2 separate regions of the Salmo salar genome follow, and region 1 is linked to region 2. A link is a contact called in public Hi-C data. All regions are on one chromosome and are shown on one strand. The core of a region is the stretch at or near the end of the contact, and the rest is flanking DNA. Distances in the headings are between cores, read along the strand shown. Region 1 holds the start of LOC106588585 (biogenesis of lysosome-related organelles complex 1 subunit 4). Region 2 has its middle 46 kb from the start of LOC106588585.

Evidence for each region. Hi-C and Micro-C count contacts between places; a contact is called where the count stands out from the background.
Region 1: a Hi-C map of gill shows a contact between it and region 2, with 3 times the contacts expected there. The contact joins the promoter of LOC106588585 here to the enhancer-like site in region 2. A contact is called at or near these places in 2 of 3 Hi-C or Micro-C datasets (gill and muscle).

The regions. Positions count from the first base shown.
Region 1 is chrssa27:16,669,020-16,676,218 of Ssal_v3.1, reverse strand. LOC106588585 (biogenesis of lysosome-related organelles complex 1 subunit 4) reads right to left here and starts at 5,496. Exons shown (of 5, transcript XM_014177735.2): 1 at 5,116-5,496; 2 at 4,882-4,953; 3 at 3,889-3,990; 4 at 3,599-3,733; 5 at 1,050-1,747. The coding sequence starts at 5,415. The coding sequence ends at 1,658. It overlaps LOC106588586 (nuclear transport factor 2), which reads right to left and starts at 351. Exons shown (of 5, transcript XM_014177736.2): 1 at 257-351.
Region 2 is chrssa27:16,621,953-16,628,439 of Ssal_v3.1, reverse strand. It overlaps the pseudogene LOC106588584. Among protein-coding and RNA genes, the nearest start is that of LOC106588585, 46 kb to the left of the region's middle. Within about 2 kb of position 3,204, at least 3 of the 13 cell types and tissues checked have an H3K27ac peak or open chromatin away from gene starts, as enhancers often do. A contact at or near this core is called in gill, where this site is marked.

The DNA of each region.
Region 1 (7,199 bases), core at 4,247-6,746, 45 kb before region 2:
AACATGAGCACGAGAATGGCTATCTAGATCTCAAAACTGGAAACACTAGCTAACGTCAGTTAACGGAATGAATACTGCGTTACATAGCGAACTAGTTATATACAGTAGCAAGCTAGCTCGCGAACTAACTAGTTTAATGTCAGAACATCATTCCACTCAGAAAAATACAGTTTAACTTTTACTTTGTGTTGCAAATAATTATTTCCCCTATAAACTACATGTTGAATGGTTGTTTAAAACTTAATATGAAACTTACCTTAATATGCAACTAGCTAGTAATCCAATGTGGATGCACAACAGGTCTCTCCCGCTTCGTCCAGAGAAAAAAAACTTGTGTTGTCATATACTGGGGCTAAACAACCAATAGATGCGCTCTTCGGTTTGATTGACGGGTACCTACCAGCGTGAATGGCATCCAAATGGGCGTTTCCATCAAAATGATATGGGAGAAATGCCAAAGTGCAACCAACCTTGGTAGCTCAATTATATTCAGCCCATTGATAATGAAATGTATATTATATGTTACGTTTAATGAAAATGTATACTTTTCTATAACATTGAGAATCTTTTTTATTTAACCAGGCAAGTCAGTTAAGAACAAATTCCTACATGGACAACTGTGAGTTAATGGATATGACAATGTATACTTTTGTATAGCATTGAGAATCAGATTTTTTTAATTTAGCCTTTATTTAACTAGGCAAGTCAGTTAAGAACAAATTCTTATTTAGTTAATTTGTTATTTTACACATGAGCTCTTTGTAGCCAAGAGAAAGTGACATAAAATAGTTTAGTTTTCAACAAGTGCTTTATGTAGCAGCTAGCTGTGTATTCCTCTGATATATTTTGATATCTGTGGTGGTGTGAAACTCAATAACATCTTTCCAGATGAGGGTTTACTAATAAAGTCAATAGTGACAAAAGTATCAAATAACATACAACTATGACAAAATATGTTCAACAAATAAATGTTGCTTGGTGCAGTGTGTTGAGAATTACAAAGTGCCAATTCCACTCCAGTATTAGGCCATACAAACAGGAAACAATAGCATTATAAAAACGTCATGTTATGGTTTACTCAAGCTTGAACATCATATACTTCAAATCATACTATTGGTGAGAGTACAAGTGTGATGATTAATAACATTTTCCTTATAGCAATTTAATTAAACAGGTGATCACGCAATAAAATAAAGGGAAACACTCAGAGGCACTTGAAAAACAGAGTCTTGAAGAAGAAAAGTCTTTAGATCAATAACACAATTTTCCTTTTTCAGGTGTCCGCATCCAGTCTGATTTCTTCAGCGTCTTCACAGCCACTTGATAGTGAGAGAGAGCCAACACTATATTGCTTGTTGAAACTGTTGTACTGTCAGATCCTCCAGTCCAGAGGACACTAGTATTATTGTCTGTAGTCAGGTCCAGAGCCGTATCCATCTATGGTTCTGGTCCAGTCAAGACAGCCATGCAGACTGAGGTCACCTGACCTAGAGGAGTCAGGCTGACCATTGCATGTGTGATGTGTGGCAGCTGCAGGTATCTGTTTCAAGTAGCCTCCTAAAATGGCACCTTATTCCCTATATAGTGCACTATTGATGACCAGAAAACAATGGGTAATACAATATGTAAGGAATAGGGTGCCATTTGAGACAAACTTTCAGTGTCCTGGGTGTGGGGTGAAATAATCATCTGTTCTCAACACTGGGGGAAGCTCCTGATGCTGCTGCCTTCTGGGGCTGGCTGGTTTCTGCAGAGACAAAAGTTATGGATTTAAATAAAATAAAATGTTGTCACATGCGCTGAATACAACAGTTGTAGACCTTACTGTGAAATGCTTACTTACAAGCCCTTAACTAACAATGCAGTTCTGAAAATACAAATACATCCACTGAGAGCAATGTATAGGTCAGGACAACTACCATTTAACAATAATAAAAATTAAAAAAAGCAATTATGGGGCCTCCCGAGTGGCGCAGCAGTCTAAGGCACTGCATTGCAGTGCTAGAGGCATCACTACACACCCGGGTTCGATCTCAGGCTGTGTCGCAGCCAACGACGACTGGGAGACCCATGAGGCGGCGCACAATTGGGCCAGCATCGTCCGGGTTAGGGGAGGGTTTGGCCGGCAGGGATGTTTTTGTCCCATCGCGCTCTAGCGACTACTTGTGGCGGGCCAGGGGCATGCACGCTGACTTCAGTTGCCAGTTGTACGGTGTGCCCTGACACATTGGTCCGGCTGGCTTCCGGGCTAAGCAAGCAGTGTGTCAAGAAGCAGTGCGGCTTGGCAGGGTCGTGTTTCGGAGGACGCACGGAGGACCTTCGCCTCTGCCGAGTCCGTACGGGAATTGCAGCGATGGGACAAGATTAACTACAAATTGGATATCACGAAATTGGGGTAGAAAAATGGGAAAAAAGTTCAACAAATATTTTAAAAGATATATTGTAATTAGGGGGAGATATGAACCAGTATCTGTGCGTTAGAGACTTCTATAAAGCCCAGAAAGATTTGATTCAAACTCCCATTCACCAGCTCTGCAAGTGTTATGTCAAAATACGTTTGTTGATCACCGAATATGGAGTTTTGCTGAGCAACCATCTTTGTGATGATAGTTGCCCAGTACAGCACTGGGGCCAAGCTTCCTGACATCCAGGACCTCAATGCCAGGCGGTGTCAGAGAAAGGCCCTAAAAATTGCCAAAGACTCCAGCCACCCTAGTGAACGACTGTTCTCTCTGCTACCACACGGCAAGTGGTACCAGAGCGCAAGTCTAGGTCCAAAAGGCTTCTTAACAGCTTCTACCCCCAATTAATCAAATGGCCACCCGGACTATTTACAACGACAGATATTTACCTTGTCAGCTCGGGGATTCGATCTTGCAACCTTTCGGTTACTAGTCCAACGCTCTAACCACTAGGCTACCTGCCACCCCCATGTGACAAATAACATTTGATTTTGATGTACTCCCGTTATGGACATTTTTTGTAAGAAACTGAAAAAAATGTCTCTTCGGCACCTTCAATGTTTGAGCTGTTGTAGACTTCCGACCTGTGCGTGGCAATAATGAGTGATTGGAGGTGCCAAGTAGGCTTTTTTCAGATGCTTGTACATTTTTATTTATAGCTTTTTTTGGAAGTACATACCGGCCGTAACGGGAGCAAATGAAGATAGTTGCTCAGCGAAACTCCACATTTGGTGATCAGCGAACGTATTTTGACTTAACGCTTGCAGAGCTGGTGAATGACAGTTTGAGTCGGAGCTTCTTGGGCGTTAGAGAAGACTTTGCTAGAGGCGTCACTACAGACCCTGGTTCGATTCCAGGCTGTATCACAACCGGTCGTGATTGGGAGTCCCATAGGGCGGCGCACAATTGGCCCAGCATGGTCCGGATTAGGGTTTGGCCAGGGTAAGCCGTCACTGTAAATAAGAATATGTTCTTAACTGACTTGCCTAGTTAAATAAAGGTTAAATAAAATAAAAAACATAGAGATACTGGCTCAGGGGGAATAGTGATTAAGTATAGGAATACAGCATTTACATTCCAAATGGATATTGCCTTAATGGTTGACTGAGATGTGCATTGATTGATTGAATCCTCACATTTAGAAAGCTCGGGACACTAATGGTACGGAAGATCTTTCTGAAGGCGCCCGGCAGGGTTCCTTGTTCCTTCTCTGCCTGAGTGACATGCTCCTCCATGACATTCACATTGGCACCCACCATCTTCACAAACACCTGGACACAACACCAGGGAACAGGGTCAGATACAGAACTACCATATCTGTGCCCCAAATATAGAGAATAGGGTGCCATTTGGTACACAGATCATGTCAGGATTTCAATGACATCATCCTGGTCATTAACAATAACGTTAAGTAAATCACACTTACATCCAACTTGTCAATCTTTCTGTATATTTGCCTCATCTCTTCTGACTTTCTGTGTATTTGAGGTAGGTTCTCGTTGACAATCTGCGATGTGTCGTTGCGGATCTATAACCAGAGGAAGAAAATTACATTTCTCACCCACTTTCACAGACAAAGACATGAGCAGCACATATAGGGATGCGCACAAATGGCAATATACCATCAAAAACTATGTATCAAACTACAAAATACAGAAATACATTTCCAAGTAGTCGGCGCGAACAGCAACAACATTCTCAGTAAGTAACGGTTACAGAAACATTTGACTTGCTCTAATTGTAATATGTTGTTTATCTACATTAGTTGAATGCACTGACTGTTAGTCACTCTGGATAAGCGTCTGTTAAATGACCGAAATGTAAATATGAAAATGAACATACCAAAATGAACTGCAAAGCACACTGGGTATTATTGGCCAAGTGTCAGTCAGAACTCATTACAATAATACTCAGCATGCTTTGCAAATGTCAATTTCTACATATACAATTATATTTAGTTAATTTAGCACAGGGGTGTCCAGCCCTGTTCCTGGAGAGGTACCTTGTATGTTTTGGCTCCAACCACAGTTGTAACTAACCTGGTTCAGTTTATCAACCAGCTAATTATTACAATCGGGTGTGCTAGATTAGGGTTGGAGTGAAAACCTACAGGATGGTAGTTCTCCAGGAACAGGGTTGGACAGCCCTGATTTCACAGATTCTCTTATCACACCATAGTGCCATCAGACTTCTGATACCAATGCAGGGTGAGAGGGGCCCACAAAACTGCGAACCGCTATAAAAAATAAATGGTATAGAAAAGGATTTTAGTATTTTGAAAATACAAAATTACAAAATTACAGCTCCTGAAAGTATCTTGTTAAAAAATACAATAGAGTGCAGTTCAGCCTTGTGTAATACAAATTACTCAAGTAAACGAAATACATATTTCAAATACTGCCGATCTCTGAGCACGTACCATGTCAAGCATTCCAACAAATTCATCCACCCTAGTAAGCATTTCCTCCAGACTTTTCTCCAAACCCAGGATCTGTGGGGTAAACAAAGCAGGACATGGTTATAACCAGTCAAGCGACATTTCTCTTGTCACGCGTATCCAGTTCTAGCTTAGCTTTGGCTAGCGCTATTGCACCTCCCAGCATAGACAGGATGATATATTTGACATCCATCGGAAAGGTTGATTAATTCTAACCTCGTCTCCAGCAGTATCTCTGATGTAAGAGGAGTAACTGAGGGCAGTGTGTCTCAGTATCTCATCCTCCTCGTTGTGGTCTGGGTCCGTGTCTCTTTCCTCGGAGTTGAAGCTCGGACTCCGCAACACTGCTGCGTCGAAGCTGGGGCTTTGCGACACGGTACCATTGCTTAGGGCCTCGCTCAACATGGATAAACTGCTCACACTCTGCGACACGATGCCACTGTCCCGACTCACCTCGGCACTGGACTCCTCCAGCGGGGAGAGAATATCTACCCTATTTTCCATCCTAGGCTCCATCTTTTTTTCCCCCTTTTGTTTATTTTTGTTTTCAGCTACCGTGTTACGATTGTCAGCTGATTAAGTCACGTGGTTGAATCTGTTGATGGCGGCTCACAAGGATCAAGTAGAACTAAGCGAAAAGGCGCTATTTTAAATCAGGGCTCTTTCTCACTAATTTCCTCTGAAGTTGAATACTGAAATCTGATGACTCAATCGCCATTAAACGTGTAGAAACACAGCAAACCACGAGTCAACTTTCTACAATAGAAAATGGGAATGAAAAACTGGACAGCAAGTGCATTTTAAACCTTTATTTCAAAATGTATCTCCCAAAACGTACAAAAAAACAGTAAGAAAATATAAAACACAATATTCACAATACAATTCAAATTAATTGCATTAAGAGTTTAAATTTCAACTGTGGAAATTAGTTGAAGTGATACTTATGGTTTACTATGTTGAAAGAGCACCTAGGCCTACTAAATATTGATTGAGCAATTACAGATCAAGCCCTAATATCCATTCAATTGTTGTTTACATTTGAGTGCTCAGTACATATCTGGACTAAAATGAATTAAAAGGCACAAAGTGTTTACAAACCTTTCCTCCAATATGTGTGGAGAATGTATATCAATGTCTGTACAGCATCATCATCATCATCTCATAGAATAAAACCAGTCCAGTTTACATCATATGCTGAAATATTCCCCATCATAATCATCCTCGTACCATAATACCGCATGGAATTATTTGTTCATTTGTCATTGTTTTTCCCTTGTAAAAATCTATTATAAAATCCTTATGTACATTAAGAGAGAAAGTAAAACAATAGACATTATTCCAGAAAAATCTAGACGTTTCTGTAATAAATATAAAACCTGTAATATTTCCTTGGCGTGAATATGTGGGCTCACACTGAGTCGATGGTACAGGGTACTACCAGTAGGGGGAAGTGACCAACACAGTATAGCACTACTCAATAGGGTTGAACTGACTGTGCATAGTAAAGATATGCATGGAATAACATCACTATGGTCATAAGAACAGTGTCAAGGTAACCAAAGCAGCCTATGGGGAGAGAAAAAGGAAAGAGTAACAAAAATTACATATGTGAACCAAAATAGGTTGATAATCCAATGTTAATCCTGGTACTAACATGGAGATTTAAAGTTGAAACAACAATAAGACTGTAAAAAATAAAAAAAATTAAAAAAACTACTTTGCAAACCAGCTTAAAAACCTTGAACTACAATGTGAATAATGGTGAGAAGAATCCCATACAAAAATCAAACCACCGATGGATGGCTTAGTGTCCCACAGAATCCATGTACTCTATGAAAGTTAACCATACCATGGATGGATAGATTGCACTTGTAAACCAAAGTACCACTGGATCCGTACTTGGATCTCAATGTGTGTGCCCAACACAGTGTAGGAAAGTGAATGAGTGAGGTTAAGCAGATGCAGATTCAGATGTTATCACCTTCACCTCTTAGCAGTCCTGCCTGCTGTAACAGGGTTCACATCCCCCTGCCTGCTGTAACTAACAGGGTTCACAGCCAAGCAGATGAGTTGAGTAAACAGTAAAGATAAGGATTCATTAGCGGTGAAGTGAGAGGGGTGCTAGTCGGCTAGTGGCTTTTTTTTCCAGAGAGCATGTTGCATTCCTGGAGCTCCAAAAACAGACAACCAGTGGAGAAGACGAAACAGGATATAGACTATGTTCAGTGTAGGAAGTATTGCTTGATAGCAGTTCAAAATGTACCAGGTATAAATGACTGCTGGTAAGGGAAGTAAGAGTT
Region 2 (6,487 bases), core at 1,955-4,454:
CCTGCTCTGTTCAGTCTTATAAACCCATTCCAGAGTTTCACTCAGAGAGGGGGTGTTTTGCATAAGGAATTTCCTTACCAGCTTTCTCGCAAAACATAGAGAGGGACAATGTTTAAGACTGTTGCTGTTATGAGCAGTATTGTTGTCTCTGTGAGGTTAGGGTCTAGTTAAGTGTTTGTTCAGTCAGTCTGCGGGTCCAGACGACCCATACTGCATTAGAATAGGATCAGTGTGATCAGAGTGACAGAGTCGTGACGCTGAGTCAAACTAATGTCTCTATGTGAGGCCCTGACAGAGGGCAGTATTTCTAGCTACTGACCGTCTCTGACAGAGGCCTGGATTGTTCTCCGGGTGGTCAGGAGATGCTTGGACAGCGTGACTGTAGGCTTGTAGGTTGGTACTACCCAGCGCTACTCACCATTGGGGATTTTTACTCCCAGATACACAGGCAGGAATAGGCCTCAGTATGACTAGATGTTAGAACAATGGCCTCCAGTAAGGTTCAATACACAGCTCCAGAATGCTGACTCATTTCCAAAGAAACTACAGTGCGAATTCCTGTAAATAGTACTCACGCTTACACCATGAGTTCCAGTGCAATAAGTTCACCTTGCCCTGCTGCACACATATGAATACTTCACTATCATTACTTAACCCTTCACAAAAAAAAACACCTGATAAAACTAACTCTTTGTTAGGAGAGGCATTGTATAATCTTCCTTCCTACTGGAGCGGCATCCTTTCAACAGACAAATCCTTTGTGTCAGCAATGTGCCATGATAACACCCCACTTTGTTCAGTCTCTTGTATTAAAATCATTGGGAGTATTGTCATAAAACGAACTGTAGCAGTACGTTTCGGGACAGTACACCAGGAAACACAACACAGCCAATGACGTGAACATTCCACATGAAAGGTGATGGATGCATTTGTATGCTGGGGCCGGCTGCAGTCGACTTCCCATGCCCGGTCCCATGCCTGGTATACAGGGGGAAGAGCCCTTCGCAGGCCTTGTGTATATGGGGGAGGGATGCCGGCTCCCATTCAGTGTTTAGGAGCGGTGCCTTTGGATGAGCAGCGCTCAGTTCAGCCCTACATAGTGAGGAGCATATCATTCAAGCAGGGCTTTTGTTCAGTAATGTCTGGCATGAAAGAAGACGTTCCCATCGACCTCCTTTCGCCTGCAAGCATTTCCCTTTTAGTTAGCACACAGGACTGACCCATCACACACACCCACACATGGAGGACCAGCAGTACAGGACAGTAACCCCCCCCCAGTGTGAGGGAAACAAAAGGATCCTGACCGCTAGGTGAGAAAACAGTCCCTAATCATTACATAACCAATGACTACGTAGAAGAAAACGATTGTTTCCGATAGAGCAAACTGCAACACCATATATTAGTCTAGCTCATCCTCACCTTGTCTCTGTATGAAGACTCGGAGCAGCGGGTGGGCCGTAGACACCGCCTTGCAGAAGTTGTCGTCATTGTTGATTGGCAGCAGGTCTCCGTGGATGTCAGCGTAGCCAATCATGACCTCCATGTTGGCGATGCGGTGAACGTGCACGATGAGCTTATAGAAGTCCTCGAACTTCCCCGGCTTGACACGGTCCACGGAGAACCGTCGGAACTCTGCTCCGTACTGCAGGGACAACACGTAGGGATGGGTTAGCAAGACAGCTGCTTGGTGACAGAGCACAGCACTGAACACAATTTGAGCCAACCTTATACTTGAATCTCGATCGATATCGACCTGGCCTATAAACGTATAGTAAGACATAAAAGACCTCAGTGGGACAGAGTCCTAAAACGCTAAGTAATCACAGCGTCACAACTGTTTCACATTGTTCTCTAATCCACCACCGAGGTTAGACGATGTTCAGCCAAAACAGAATTGGCAGACAGACACAATGTTCCTTCAGGACGGCTAAAGAAGATGATTTTCCTGAACTTCACAGACAGTCTAACCACAATAAAACTATTTACACAATGTAACGCTCAAAACAAGCCACGACACAGGTAAAGAAAAGAGCCGTATTGCTATGTCCATGTCCTCCATTTATCCCACTGAAGCAAGGGGGAAGTGGAGGTTTAGGCTTGTCCTAAATGCACCCTTTTCCCTAAATACACAGTGAGCTCCAAAAGTATTGGGACAGTGACAATTTTTTTTTGGGGGGGGGGGGCTCTGTACTCCAGAACTTTGGATTTGAAATGATACAATGACTATGAGGTTAATTAGCTTTAATTTGAGAGTATTTTCATCCATATCGGGTGAACCGTTAAGAAATTACAGCACTTTTTGTACATGGTCCCCTAAAATGTTGGGACTAAAATTATTGGGACAAATTCACTTGTGTGTATTAAAGTAGTCAAAGGTTTAGCATTTGGTCCCGTACTCCTAGCACGAAATTATTACATCAAGCTTGTGACTCTACAAACTCGTTGGATGCATTTGCTGTTTATTTTGGTTGTGCTTCAGATCATTTCCTGTCCAATATAAATTAATAGTAAATAATGTAGTGTCATTTGAGTCACTTATTGTAAATAAGAATAGAATGTTTCTAAACACTTCTACATTAACGTGGATGCTACCCATGTACAAAAATGCTTTCATTTCTAAACGGTTCACCCGATACGGATGAAAATACCCCTCAAATTAAAGCTGACAGTCTGCAGTTTAACCTCCGTCATTGTATCATTTCCAATCAAAAGAGCTGGAGTACAGAGCCAAGACAACATTAACATTGTCACGGTCCCAATACTTTTGGAGCTCACTGTAGTCCAGTACTGTTGATCAAGGCCCCTGGTCAAAAGTAGTGCACTATATAGGGAGTAGGGTGCCATTTGGGAAGGAACCTGAAACAAAAGGAACAATGCAGGTGAATGAGTCAGCAGTAAACAAGCCTATCTGGATGAGATGACGCCAACAGACAAAACAGTTCGGGTCAGAACAACATTATATGGGGGTGGACGAACTGACTGAGCACGCACACACACACCAAGGTTTGCTCAGACAGGATGCCCAGAGGCGTGATTGTCTGTACTGGTGTGTGTGTGAGTGTGAGTGTGAGTGTGAGTGTGAGTGTGAGAGAGAGAGAGAGAGAGAGAGAGAGAGAGACTGGACCACCATGGAGAGCAGCTGGGGTGACCCAGGGGTCACAGCTCTGGTCATGTGACTGACATGGCCAGTAGAAACTCTATCACTGTATGCGTGGGCACTGGGCCTGCATAACACAAGCTAGGCTTTGTCTCTGACAATAGCAGTCACATTACAACAGTAGTCACTTGTGGATGGTGGCGCACTGTGCTGCAGTATGCTATGGTACGGTAATTATCTTCTCAGAGAGGAAGGCCTAGGTTAGACTGCTGGGAGGTTAGTGTTAGACTGGGCCTGTCATGCAGTTTGTCATTACAATGTGAAATATCATCTGAACATGTTGGTGAGGCAGTGTGATGCCAGGTGTGTTATCCAACTCATACTGATGCCAAACACACACACACACACACACACACACACACACACACACACACACACACACACACACACACACACACACACACACACACACCAAAATAAATCAAATGAAACCTACATTTAACAATAAGTGATGAGTTTGTGACAGACTGTTCTCGCTCAGCTTGTGGGCTGAGGTCTTGTGAAAACCACTGAGTCATGATATGATTTTATGAGGAAAAAAACCCCCGAAATAAAATGGATTCAAAAACAGAATCCTAAAAGTGCTAGATATGTTAGCTGTTGAAAAGTAGACGTCAGTGTACTTTTTCAGTTTCAGTATGTTACCGTGTCATCCGTGTGACTGAGCTGTTAAACCAGCCTGTGTTTAAAACATGAACACAGCCTAAAGGGAATCAGCCAGCTACAAGTCTGAACAAGATCATGAGCTAAATTTGAATCAGAACCTGAAAATAATACATCACACTAACAAAGAGCACCACCTCCTCTTTCACAGGAGAATGTTATCGGGTCCAGACAGGTACAGACTGACAGGCTGCGCTGCTCAAGCATTAGGCCGACACGCTGACTGACACGGATGGAGGCCAGACTAAGTTTGCTAATGTCTGTTTGCTCTGTCTTATCACGTTTCTTCCCCGTGTGACAATCTAAACTACCCAGCCGAGCTACGGACAGTTGTGTATGGAGATGCAAATTCCAGTGGTTGAGAGATGAACCGTGATGGGTGAGGGAGGGAGAGGGTGAGGTAGATACTGCTGGGTGAGTGAAGACATACTACAGTACCATCTTAAGACAGCTCTACAGAGATCACCTGGCGCTGAGACAAACCAGCCCGTTGCAACACAGCTCGTCTTTGAGAAGCCACGTTGTTCTAGTCTGGTGTTATCAGAACAACTCCTGAGAACAGGTTATCCTCCTGGGTCGGTGAAAAACAGGAACTAAACTCCTTTATGACATCACTAAGAGGCTGATACCGATTGACTCCCTCAGTGGGGAGAGATGGTGCCTGACTGAGGTCACACTCCAACAGGCCTGAATAGAGTGGTGATGGTGAGTTAGGTTGTTGTGTCACTAGAGGATGACACTGGTTGACTCACTACAACAGCCAATTAGTTCTGTGATGACACGTTTAGTCCTGCCCTACCTAGCCCAACCCAATACGGCTCTTGATGACAAGTTTCCTCTCCACCTGTCAGAGGTTGTTTCAAACACACAAACAAAACTTTAAACTGCTTGCTCCTTAAGGGCTTCCCAGGAGAGACAGGCCAGAAGGGGGCCCTAACCCTCTGATAGGGCTCCTGATAGAGGACCTCCTTTCACCACAGACAGAGAGACAGACAATGGGTCAGCAGCATTCCAGCCCCGGTATGAATTAGTGAGACTGAATATTAACTCTGAATTAGAGCTGAATACTCACTCAGCCCTCTGAAACAATAGAGGGGATCAGCTCTGCGGCGGGCAGGCACGGTGCAATGATGCACTTCACCAACGAGAGCCTTGAGCCTTCAAAACACTGCCAGCCACAATACTACACAAAGATTATACAACCTGCCTATGAAGCGTACAGGCTGTGAAATCCACCTGAGGATAAACTAAACATCAGCACCAGCTCCATCCTAAACCTTGTACGAGAGGAGGAAAGAGAGGAATGATGGAGGAACATTATCTGTTGCTCAGGTATCATAGTAGTAGAAGAATATACTATCAGTACAATATATTGACATGTCAGGATGGAGGAAGGACACGACATGGGCCAGTAGTAAGAGATCTAGTCGTCTGAACTGATCTATTCCACCAATGGTTTCAACGGCACATTTTCGTCTGATCCAACAGTGTCTGTTGGTTGGTAGGCAACTGGCACACACTCCAGACTTAGAGTGATGTTTACAGTGTAAGGGGAGAGTCAGACACCCAGCAGGTCAAGAGCTGCTTGTCCTAATAAATACAACATGTCTCGGTATCTAGCCCACATCCATAGACGATTACATTTTAGTTTTGCAACAATGAGAGACATTCTTTGTGTTAAAATATCTAAATAGCTCGGTGTTAGGTCTATTGGAATGTAACTTGGTTGAGAAAGCTCGGCTATAATCTTGTAAAGTCAGTCGGCGTATTGTTGTGTTGAAATCAACACGCTGTCAGTGTCAACTCTGTTAGTAGCAAAACAATCAAGTGTAGTTGCAACAAATGTTGCAAAAAATAACCATATCTCGACCGCTACTCTTGCGAATTACCAGGAGACTTTGTTTAGAATAATTAACATTTAATCGACCCTTCCTCAATGCAAAACCAGTTTTTCTAGAACATCTGCCATGGCATCAGGATTCGCATGAATAGTCCCAATCTTCAGCGGGTTTTCCACTAGAAATTTGAAAAAGTTGCCTTGTGAAAATCACAGTAGTTTACAACCAATTCATCAACTAACCAACTGTGGCTTAATTGTTGAGAGTTTGTGAGTTTTCCCATTGCATGTGGCAGGTCAAATCTAGACAAGTAGCAGTACGGTCTACTACCTCTTCCACCACAGCCGAGTCTATTTAGCCAGAAACCCCATTCCAGAGCATGTCAAGTAGCTTAGGCTAACTATTTAGCCTACTTCAAAGAAAATGATCATGATGGTGTCTAAATGTGTTCCATCGACAGGCCAGTCGGCTTACCTTGCTTTTCACTTCAACCGCGATGCAATCAAAATATTGCAGGGAAGATTGGGATTTATTAAAACTCCGATTCATTTTTGCGGTTCCAGTAAAAGTTCACGCGCTCGCCCACAGAAAAGGGGCTGTTCGGATCTATGTCCAGTCGCTAAATCCCTTAAATCCCACGTCGTTTAGACGGCAAAGTTTAGTTATCTGACTTCCTCGGTTTGTGCTGCGGTCCGCGACGCATTGGTGAAACTTCAGCGGGGAAATAAAACGAAGACAACAAATCGGTGCCTCTGACTTGGGGGAGTGAGTTCGCAGATGACATCATCGAGCTCCTGCATGAACGTTTTCAGCTTTCAACCCTCCCAAA